Regions from separate parts of the Mus musculus genome. Here region 1 is linked to region 2. The links are chromatin contacts, called in public HiChIP or PLAC-seq maps. All regions are on one chromosome and are shown on one strand. The core of a region is the stretch at or near the end of the contact, and the rest is flanking DNA. Distances in the headings are between cores, read along the strand shown.

Region 1 (5,093 bases), core at 1,517-4,016, 67 kb before region 2:
TCGTGTGCGGTGTTGTCTGTGAATGCTAAATCTGCCATCCCTTCCAGCCCACTGCCAATAAACAACTATTTAAGGGGGAGTCTGTTGTTCATGTCTTGTAGGGTATAGGGGAGGGCCTGAGGAAAGAGCCTTACTTTGGGTTTCTTCTTCTTGGACAGTAAAAGGAAGGGTTTTTTTGACCAGAGCTTTGAGAAAGGCATAGTATTATGGGATGTTCTTTGCCTACATCTAATTGAAGGTAACTTTTACCTAATTAATATTCAGTTTAAGCCAACCAAGGGCTTAATGAATACTTGGCAAGGATTGTATCAGGGCTAACACATTTATGCGTTTTTGGGGACTATGGAGCCTTTTGGAGAACGCAGAATCCTCTCCTGCAGTGACATAGGTATACAGCTCAACTGCAGAACTCTTGGGTTCCAGGTTGAGAATGGAGCCTCAGAGCTGCTGATGTTCCCTGGTGATAGAATAAGAAGCACATCAAACCATGGGCCATCTGTATTCTTGCCACATTATATTGAGTGTAGTCGGTGTGCTAGTGCACACCTTTAATCCCAGCACTCAGGAGGCAGAGGCAGGCAGGAGGCCAACCTGGAACTCACTACAAAGTGAGTTCCAGGACAGCCAGGGCTATACAGAGAAACCCTGTCTTGAAAAAAAAAAATTCTGCCTAAATGAATGGATACAGTGTATCTGCCTTTGGAGGCCAAAAGGAGTGTATCAAGTGCTAGCTTCTGGCAAGATAAGAAACCTTAAGGAGTGAGGGCTTCGGACTATAACTCAGTAGCAGAGTCCTTGCATGGTTACTCATGGTTGTGAGCCACCATGTGGGTGCTAAACTGCTGAGTTCTCTCTCCAGCCCCATCATACCTCTAGTAATTTATAGTGCTAGAGACTCTAAGTATAACTGGGGACGACTTAGATCTTAAGCATTTCCTGTTTCCTGCCTTCTCTGCCCTTCCTGTGCTTTCTGTTTTCCTTCCCAAGCATCTTTTTCTTTGACACTTTCGTTTTCAGTGATCTGCGTAGAATTGTCTTACTAGGAGTATCAAAGCATAGTCTCCACTGTCCTAATATTCCCATGTATTGGCCAATAGTCAAAGCTATGCGCAGGCTGTGGATAGAGCCCAGTGGCTGAGTACTCAAAGCTCTGGTTCCTTCCCCAGTGCTGCAAGGGAAAACTCAAATCCCTATGCTTCCCCAAACTTCAGCCTCCCATTTTACTGCTCATCACGTACTTGTAGCCTTGCTCTCTAGAATTCTGTAGCCCACACTGGCCTTGAACTCTCAAGATCTGCTTTCCAAGTACTGGGATGAAAGGCATGTGCTATTCTCCTAGCTTCTATGAGGCGATCCTTTTTATTTTATATACATTGGTATTTTAACTGAAATGTGTGTATGTGTGAGTGTTGGATCCTCTGGAACAGTTGTGAGCAGCCATGTGGGTGCTGGGAATTGAACCCAGGTGGTTGGCAGGCTGGAAGAGCAGTCAGTGTTAACCACTGAGCCATCTCCCCACCCTCTATAAGAAAATCTTAAGGCACATAAAAATTGTTCAAAATTGAGAGGGACAATAGAATACTGAAAAAGAGGGAGTATGGTGTGCAGAAGATCAATAACCTGCTCTGCCTACAGCAAAAGGCAAAGAGAAAGGAGGCAGACTGCATGCACTGCGAATTTGGGGAGCTCCAGGGGCTGGCTTAGTGTTTGTGTTGCTTTGAGTTTCAGCAAATGAAAGGTGAAAGCCAGACCTGAAAACCACTTTTTTCTGGATTAATTTTTGTTTTTTGCTTTTTGAGGCAGGGTTTCTCTGTATAGCCCTGGCTGTCCTGGAACTCACTTTGTAGACCAGGCTGGCCTCGAACTCCCAAATCTGCCTGCCTCTGCCTCCTGAGTGCTGGGATTAAAGGCGTGCACCACCAAGTACAGCTATGGATTCATATTTGAGCTTTGATTGAAACTCCAGACTTTCAGCATTCAACTGTGATCAAGCTAGCCTCCAAACCCATTGCCACCTTCAAGGAATATGTTCAGGCAATAAGAAGCATTGTTGGGTGTGGTTGATTAATATCTGGGCTGAGATTCGCTGTGAAATCTGGGCTATTCTAAGCTACAGTGCAACCCTGTCAAGAAAAAAAGTGAACTATTTTGGAAAAGCTTGGTGTCCAGAGAGTGGACACTTAAAAAATTTTTTTTCAATTAGATTTAAGCCTCCGTGTTTTCTCTCATCACCATATGGGTTCTGGGGATCCAAATCAGGTCAGTAGGTTTGGTGACAAGTTCTTTTATCAGATATGCTATCTTCGTGAGGTGACCGCCCCCCGCCAAGTGTTTGCTCTGTAGCTTTGACAGCCTAGTATCCACGATCAGCCTTAGCCTCCTGAGTTCTGGGATTACAAATAGGCCACTATGTCTGGCCCAGGTTCGGAGCTCCTCCATGGGACCGTGGCAAGAAATGTGGACCAGGATAGGCTCTTTCATTGAACAATTATTTATGCATATCTGCAATACTTGGCCTTATTCTAAACACCGGAGAGGCAATGATGAACAAGGCAGTTTTATCCGTGAGATCTGTAATAGAAGCAGCCCAGGGAATAATGTAATGTGAGATGAGAAGCCTACCGCGGCTCGCCTCACCAGGCATACACAAGTACACCAGGCGCACTGCTGTATTTGCCTCCAACCAACTTCGCCCGCCCACTTCCGGCTACTTCTCTTCTCCTTCCCGGTGCCTCAGCGAGGCGTGGCTCGTGTGCGTCACTTCCGGCGCGCGAGAGCACTGGTTTCCCTTTGCTTCCGCGGCGAGGCCGGAAGTAGAAGCGGCGGTGGCGGAGGCCCAAAGCGGAGGGAAGTGGGGAGTCGAAGAGACTCAGCCGGAGTCTCCGCGGCGGTAATTGTCCGAGGCCCCTCTAGGCCACCGTCCTTAGCGCGGGCCCGCGGGGTTCGACGGGAGTTGGCGGGGTGCGGCCAGGGCAGCGGGACGCGGAGGGTCCTGGGCCGCCGTGAGGGGAGGGGGGGGCGGTCCCAGAATCGAGTCCCCCCTCCCGCACGGACCCTCTGATTGGCGGGCTCGCCTTCCCTTTTCCCAGGAGACCCCTGTGCGGTCCGGAGGGGGCGGCGGCCCCGACTCTGACCCGCGCCGGGGGGGTGGGCCATGGCGGAGATCAGCGACCTGGACCGGCAGATCGAGCAGCTACGGCGCTGCGAGCTGATCAAAGAGAGCGAAGTCAAGGCCCTGTGCGCCAAGGCCAGGTGAGCCCGCGGAAGGGACTCCAGCCGGTCGCCCCGGGGGTCTCGGCCGGGCAAACTCCGCCGAGAACTTAGGGCTTGCCCAAGCCCGGAAACGTCGCCAGAGAGAGGTCCGGAGAGCCACTTCTCCCCAGGAACCACGGGGCGGCTGTGTATGGGTTTCTAGTGGAGTAAGAGCGAGTGGCAGGAAGTTCTAGGGAACTCAGGGAAAATGGCTTGCCCTGCTGGGGTGAAAGTTTCTTGGAGGGGCTGAGTTCTCGGACAGATTCTTAAAGAGTGAGGAGATGGTTCAAGGCAAGAAAACAAAACGTGATTTGCGAAAGCCTCTCAATCCCGTCAGTCCTTAAAAGAGAAAATGACTTTGTGTCTAGTTTAACAAACAAGGACTCCAATTGTTCAAAATTACCAGCAAGGAAGGAATGGAATCTGAAGCCAGATCTTGTGAATACGGATCCTTTTAGTTATGATTCTGGAAGACGGAGTTGAGCCACCTTCGTGTTCCATTACGATCCTAAGAAAAACAATAAATAGGTCACACTAGAAGAGTTTCAGACTAGCTCATTTTACTGAGTTGAGGTCTTTTCAAAAAAGGAAGAGTTTTTGAAAAAACTCACAGCTTCAACACAATTTTTTTTAAAGATTTATTTATTATTTTTATGTAAGTAAACTGTAGCTGTCCTCAGACACACCAGAAGAGGGCATCAGATATCATTACAGATGGTTGTGAGCCACCATGTGGTTGCTGGGATTTGAACTCAGAACCTTCAGAAGAGCAGTCGGTGCTGTTAACCATTGAGCTATCTCCAGCCCCTCTCAACAGCCCCTCCCAAGCCCTTGGGATGCCAAGAAAGGAGAATGAGGGGTTTAGGGTCATCCTAAGCTAGGTCAAGGCCACAACATGAGAGCTAAGCATGATATGGATATGGAGAGAGGCAGAGTTCTCTGGGAAGTAGAAGGAAATTGTAAGTCAGGATCCCAGTTTGGGGTGCAGTGACTGTGGATTTGAGTCTGAGCTCTGCCACTTTGTGTGGTGTTGATTTTGAAGTGTCTTAGGAGTCAGTAAAATGGAACAAGTTGTGTTGAGTAAAACAGTTGTGACCATTCTGCGCAGGAAGTGAGTTTAGCATGATGTTGAAAGTTATGAGATGGTATTCAAAGATTGAAGCTAGCTGAAACTTTGTGGGGGGGGGTGTTTGGTTTTGTTTTGTTTCAGAGACAGGGTTTCTCTGTGTAGCCCTCCTGCCTTATCTTTTAACTCACTGTAGACCAGGCTGACCTTAAACTCAGAGATCCCTGCGCCGCCCCCGCCCCCCCCCCCTTTCCAGTGCAGGGATTAAAGGCGTGTGATACCACCCTCTGGTAACCAAGGTGCTTCTAAGAAAAGGTAGACCAGCCGGGTGTGGTGGCACACGGCTTTAATCCCAGCACTTGGGAGGCAGAGGCAGGTGGATTTCTGAGTTCCAGGCCAACCTGGTTTACAAAGTGAGTTCCAGGACAGCCAGGGCTACATAGAGAAACCCTATCTTGAAAAAACAAAAAAGAAAAAGAAAAGAAAAAGAAAAGGTAGACCTTGAAAGATACATTGACCAGCCAACAGCACAGTGAGAAGGAATATTCAGATAGGGTGGGAGTAGGTAGGTAACAGTTGAGGCCGGAAACTTGCAGTGTGACTTCCACCCTGTTTAATGGATAGTAACCTGCTCCTTCCCCTTCCCCACGAGTTCTGTGAGGCCGGGAGAATATGTGTGTGTGCCTGTCTGTCCTCTCATGTAGCCCTAGCTGGCCTTGAACCCAAAGAGATCCATCCATCTCTCTCTCTCAAGTGATGGCTTCTTTTTACAGAG
Region 2 (5,088 bases), core at 1,025-3,524:
GAAGGAGGAAAAGAAATCCAGGTCAAAGACAGAAAACATTTTTAACAAAACCATAGAAGAAAAATTTCCAAGGGAGAGATGGTTCAGTGGTTAAGGGCACTGACTGCTCTTTCAGAGGTCCTGAGTTCAATTCCCAGGACCCACATAGTGGCTTACAACCATCTGTAATGGGATCTGATGCCCTCTTCTGGTGTGTCTGAAGACAGCTACAGTGTCTTCATATACATAAAATATAAATAAATAAATCTTTAAAAGAAAAGAAAATTTTCCTAACTTAAAGAAACAGGTGTCTATCAAGGTAACAAGGAAGTATACAGAACACCAAACAGACAGTACCAGAAAGGAAAATCCCCTCAGCACATAATAATTAACTGTACAGAACAAAGAAGGAATATTAAACCCTACAAGGGAAAAAGACTGAGTAACATATAAAGGCAGACATTTTAGAATAACACCTGACCTTTACCTGGCAGTGATGGCACACAACTTTAATCCCAGCACTCAGGAGTCAGAGGCAGGTGGATCTCTGAGTTATAGGCCCGTATACAAAGTAAGTTCCAGGACATCCAAGGCTACACAGTAAAACCCTGTCCTGAAAGAACAACAATAACAACAAACCTGACTTCTCAAAGGAGACTGTAAAAGCCAGAAGGACTTTGGATAGATGTTTACAAACTCTAAGAGACCATAGATGCCAGCCCAGAATATGATACCCAGTAAAACATTCAATCACAAAAGATGGAGAAAATAAGACATTCCATGATAAAACCAAATTTAAGCAATAGCTATCTACAAATCCAGTCCTACAGAAGGCTCTAGAGCAAAACTCCAACCTATAAAGATTAACCACACTCAGGAAAACAAAAGAATAATCTCAGACCAGCAAATCAAAAGAGAGGAAACACACACACACACATCACTACTACCACTACAAGAATAACAAAATAACAGGAATCAACAAACAAGCTTATGTAGCCATTTTAATATCTGACAAGACAGACTTTAAACCACACTATTCAGAAGGGGAGGATACTACACACCCATCAAAGGAAAAATCCACTAAGAGGACATTCCAGTTTTCAACATCTATGGACCAAGCTCAAGGGCACCCCACTTCAAACCAAACCAACCAACCCCCAAAAACTCACTACTATATCTTAAGTCACATATTGACTCTCATACACCAATACTGCAAGACTTTAGTTACCGCTCCCACCAGTACACAGGTCATCTAGACAAAAACTCAACAGAAATGCTGTTGCTAACTGACCTTCTAAACCAATTGGACCTAACATATTTACAGAACATTTCCCACAAAAAACAAAAGAATATATCTTCTCCGCACCTGACAGAACTTTCTCCAAAACTGACCACATGCTCAGATACTGGGAAACTCCTATAGCTGATAAACACTTCCAGCAAACTAGCTGGATACAAAATGAACTCACAAAACTCAGTAGCCATCCTGTGTACACACAACAAGTAGACAGAGAGAGACAACGCCATTCACAAGAGCCTCTAGTGATAGAAAATATCGTGGGGTAACTCTAACCAGGCAAGTGCATGACTCATGCGAGAAAAACCCTAAGACGCTGTAGAAAGAAACTGAAGAAGATGTCAGAAGATGGGGAAGATCTCCCACGTTCATGGATAGGTAGGATTAATATAGTAAAAATGACCATCTTTTTTTTTTTTTAAGATTTATTTATTTATTTATATGTAAGTACACTGTAGCTGTCTTCAGACACTCCAGAAGAGGGAGTCAGATCTCCTTACGGATGGTTGTGAGCCACCATGTGGTTGCTGGGATTTGAACTCCAGACCTTCAGAAGAGCAGTTGGGTGCTCTTACCCACTGAGCCATCTCACCAGTCCAAAAAATGACCATCTTGCCGAAAGCAATCTGCAGAGTCAATGCAGTCCCCTTCACAATCTCAACACAATTCTTCGCAGATCTTCAAAGGGCAATTTTCAGCATTAAGATCACTAATGTACCTCATTAAACTGAGCACCTTCTGCACAGCAAAGGACAGTGTCATTTAGACAAAGCAGCAGGCTACAGAATGGGAAAAATTCTTTTTTTTTACCAACTCTATATTCAATAGAAGGCTAATATCCAAAATATATAAGGAACCTAAAAAACCAAGGTATTGAGGAAACCCTTCTCAGATTGCACCAGCTCATGTCCATCCTTGCTGCTCACAGTCTCAGGATCAGCTGCAGTCTGTGTAGGTCTTCGGTCACAAGAAGATAGGCACAGCTGTGGCACACTGCAAATGGGGAAATGGGTGGACAGACGTCCCCTGGAGATGATCAAGCTGTGCGTGCTGCAGGACAAGGTACTGAGGCAGTTCTGCTTCTGGGCAAAGAGAGATTTGCTGGTGTGGATGTCCGGGTTCATGTGAAGTGTGGTGGTCATGTGCCCCAAATTTATGCTATCTGACAGCCCATCTCCAAAGCCCTGATGGCTTATTACCAAAAGTACGTGGATGAGACCTCTAAGAACGAGACTAAAGATACCTGACAGTGGTCATAAATCCAAAAAGTTCCGAGGTCCTGGTGCCCACACTCCATACTAGAAATCTTACTCTTAAGTCCAACTAGAGGATCAAAGTTTACCTTTGTAATAAACATCCTAGGATTGAAACAAAAACAAAAACAAGACAAAAAAAAAAAAAACCCAAATAACTCAATTTAAAAATGGTGTGCAGATCTAAACAGAATTCTCAAAAGAGGAAACTCCATGGCTGAGAAACATTTAAAGAACCTTTCAACATCCTTAGTCATCAGGGAAATGTAAATCAAAACTACTTTGTGGTTTTATCTTACACCCAGCAGATTGGCTAAGATCAATAAAAACAAATGCTGGCGAGGATGGGAAGTTAGGGGAACAATCACCCATTGCTGGTATGAGTGCAAACTTGCCAGCCACTGTAGAGATCAGTGTGGTGGTTTCTCAGGAAGATGAGACTTGAAGACCTCGTGACTCAGCTATACCACTGTAGTGGTTTGTATATGCTCGGCTATGGGGCATATACCCAAAGGATGCTCCATTCTACCTCAGAGACACTTGCTCACCCATGTTCATTGCTGCTCTTTATAATAGCCAGAAGTTGGAAAACAACTTAGATGGCTGTCACAGATCAATGGATGAGAAAATGTGGTACATTTACACAACAGAATATTATTCAGCCATTTAAAAACTGAAATAATGAAATTTGCAGGCAAATGGAAGGAACTAGGAAAAAAAAAATCACCCTGAGTCAGATAACGTAGACCCAGAAAGACAAATAAGTAATGTATTAGCTTACGTGTCAATATTAGCTGTTAAGTCAATGATAACTGAGCCACAATCTATATAATACCACAATAGTTAGGTATAGAGTAAGGGACTGGAGTGTACAGATAGATCTCCCCAGGAAAGGGAAATAGAATAGATAGTTATGAATGGATGGGGAAGGAGACTAGAACAGAAGACTCCAATGGAATGGGGAAGGAAAGAGGGAGGGAGGGAATATGAAGAGAGACAGATATAAAGGTATCTTTTTTTTTTTTTTAACTAAAAGACCTGATGATTTTATTTTCACATTTCACAATATAAGTGAAAACTGTACTTTTTTGTATTACTTCTCCCTCCAAAAAATATCCTGTTAGGAAGGGACGTTTCCTTTTCATGCATCTAGTACACACTCAGGCTCAGCACCAAGAGCTCCTGGTGAAACAGAACAAGAAATACAAAACCATCAAGAGCGCTTCTGCTCTTATCTGTCTGGCCGGGTCATGCCAGGCCATGTGGGCACCATCATAGGGCAGGCGGGAGGTCTCATCATGGGAGGCCCAGGCATCATGGGCATGTGGCCTCCCATGGGCAGTCTCATCCCAGGAGCTGGTCCCACGGGCACCATCCCAGGCAGAAGGGGAGTGTCCATCATTGGCATCATGGGAGGGCCTCCCATGTGGGGCACAGGCGTCATGCCAGGCCGAGGAGGGCCCATGGTGGGAGGTGGGATCATGGCCCCTGCAGGTGGAGGAACAGAGAATGGAGCTGGAGGGATCTTTCTGTGAAATGCAGCTGTTGTTTTGTCATTCAGGCTCTGGGCCTGCTCTTCCATCCATTTCTGGTAACAGTCTTTTACATTCTCTTTGTGTTTCCGACCACTGCAGTTTGTCCTCCTCACAGCCAGAGAATTGTGGGTAAGATACGTATCACAGTAGTCACAATAAAACTTGGGCATGTTGCTCCACAAGCCATTGTCTACCTGGGTCCTAAAGGTATCTTTTATTTGCCTGAAGAAATTGTTATCACAGAGGCTTCCTGCTGAATAAAGCTCACTCTTTCTAGTTCTTTCTGAGCTCTGGCTGACTGGTTCAAACTCCACCCCAAGCTGACTGATTCAGTCTGACTTCTCTCAGCTTCTCACTGAAGTGCTCGGCTTGGTCTCAAATTAATTCTGGCAATTTGTTCTAACCTTCTGGCTCCTTAATCTCTAGCTCCAACTGACTCTGCTGCCCTGCACTGAGCTGCACGAACTCACAAATGAACTCAACTCCGCTGCACTCACTACTCCCACCTGACTGACCAAACTGATGACTGCCTCTGCCTGCACTGCTCTTTTAAGCCCCCTCTCTTCTGTCTCAGGAGAGTCGGGCGTATCCTATCTGTGACTCATTCTGCCAAATCTTACTCTGAATCGTCACTTTGTCTGCCTGCTCCTCAACTAGACATCACTTTTTTTTTTCTTTTTTTGGTTTTTCGAGACAGGGTTTCTCTGTGCAGCCCTGGCTGTCCTGGAACTCACTCTGTAGACCAGGCTGGCCTTGAGCTCAGAAATCCACCTGCCTCTGCCTCCCAAGTGCTGGGTATGAAGGCGTGCGCCACCACTGCCCAGCTACACATCACTTTCAAACATGGCTGCTTCCTTCTCTCAAATAACCTTACTTTCATTGTTTCGGATTAAAGGTGTGTACTAGAGAATGTCTGCATTCCAATCAGATCACACTGACCTGGAAGGTCTTTGGATGTGATTCCCTTGCCAGAACAGTCATGTTGCTAGATTAAAATTCCTCTAGGATAGTACGAAAACCTAAT

Evidence for each region. HiChIP or PLAC-seq counts read pairs in DNA pulled down with a chosen protein or histone mark.
Region 1: an H3K4me3 HiChIP or PLAC-seq map of bone marrow-derived macrophages shows a contact between it and region 2, with 2.7 times the contacts expected there. The contact joins the promoter of Ppp4c here to the enhancer-like site in region 2. A contact is called at or near these places in 2 of 39 promoter capture datasets (the C10 cell line and the SN4741 cell line), 1 of 15 datasets of contacts at CTCF or cohesin (CD8 T cells), 2 of 484 Hi-C or Micro-C datasets (CD8 T cells and bone marrow-derived macrophages), 7 of 115 datasets of contacts at active chromatin or transcription factors (CD8 T cells, the SCID.adh cell line, bone marrow-derived macrophages and 3 more) and 3 of 9 other capture datasets (adipose tissue, liver and pancreatic islet).

What each region holds. Positions count from the first base shown.
Region 1 is chr7:126,790,220-126,795,312 of GRCm38.p6, reverse strand. Ppp4c (protein phosphatase 4, catalytic subunit) reads left to right here and starts at 2,766. Exons shown (of 9, transcript NM_019674.4): 1 at 2,766-2,890; 2 at 3,090-3,252. The coding sequence starts at 3,155. It overlaps Aldoa (aldolase A, fructose-bisphosphate), which reads left to right. Exons shown (of 9, transcript NM_007438.4): 9 at 1-79.
Region 2 is chr7:126,723,082-126,728,169 of GRCm38.p6, reverse strand. It overlaps the pseudogene Snrp1c-ps1. Among named protein-coding and RNA genes, the nearest start is that of Coro1a, 21 kb to the right of the region's middle. Within about 2 kb of position 2,274, at least 23 of the 459 cell types and tissues checked have an H3K27ac peak or open chromatin away from gene starts, as enhancers often do. A contact at or near this core is called in bone marrow-derived macrophages and microglia, where this site is marked.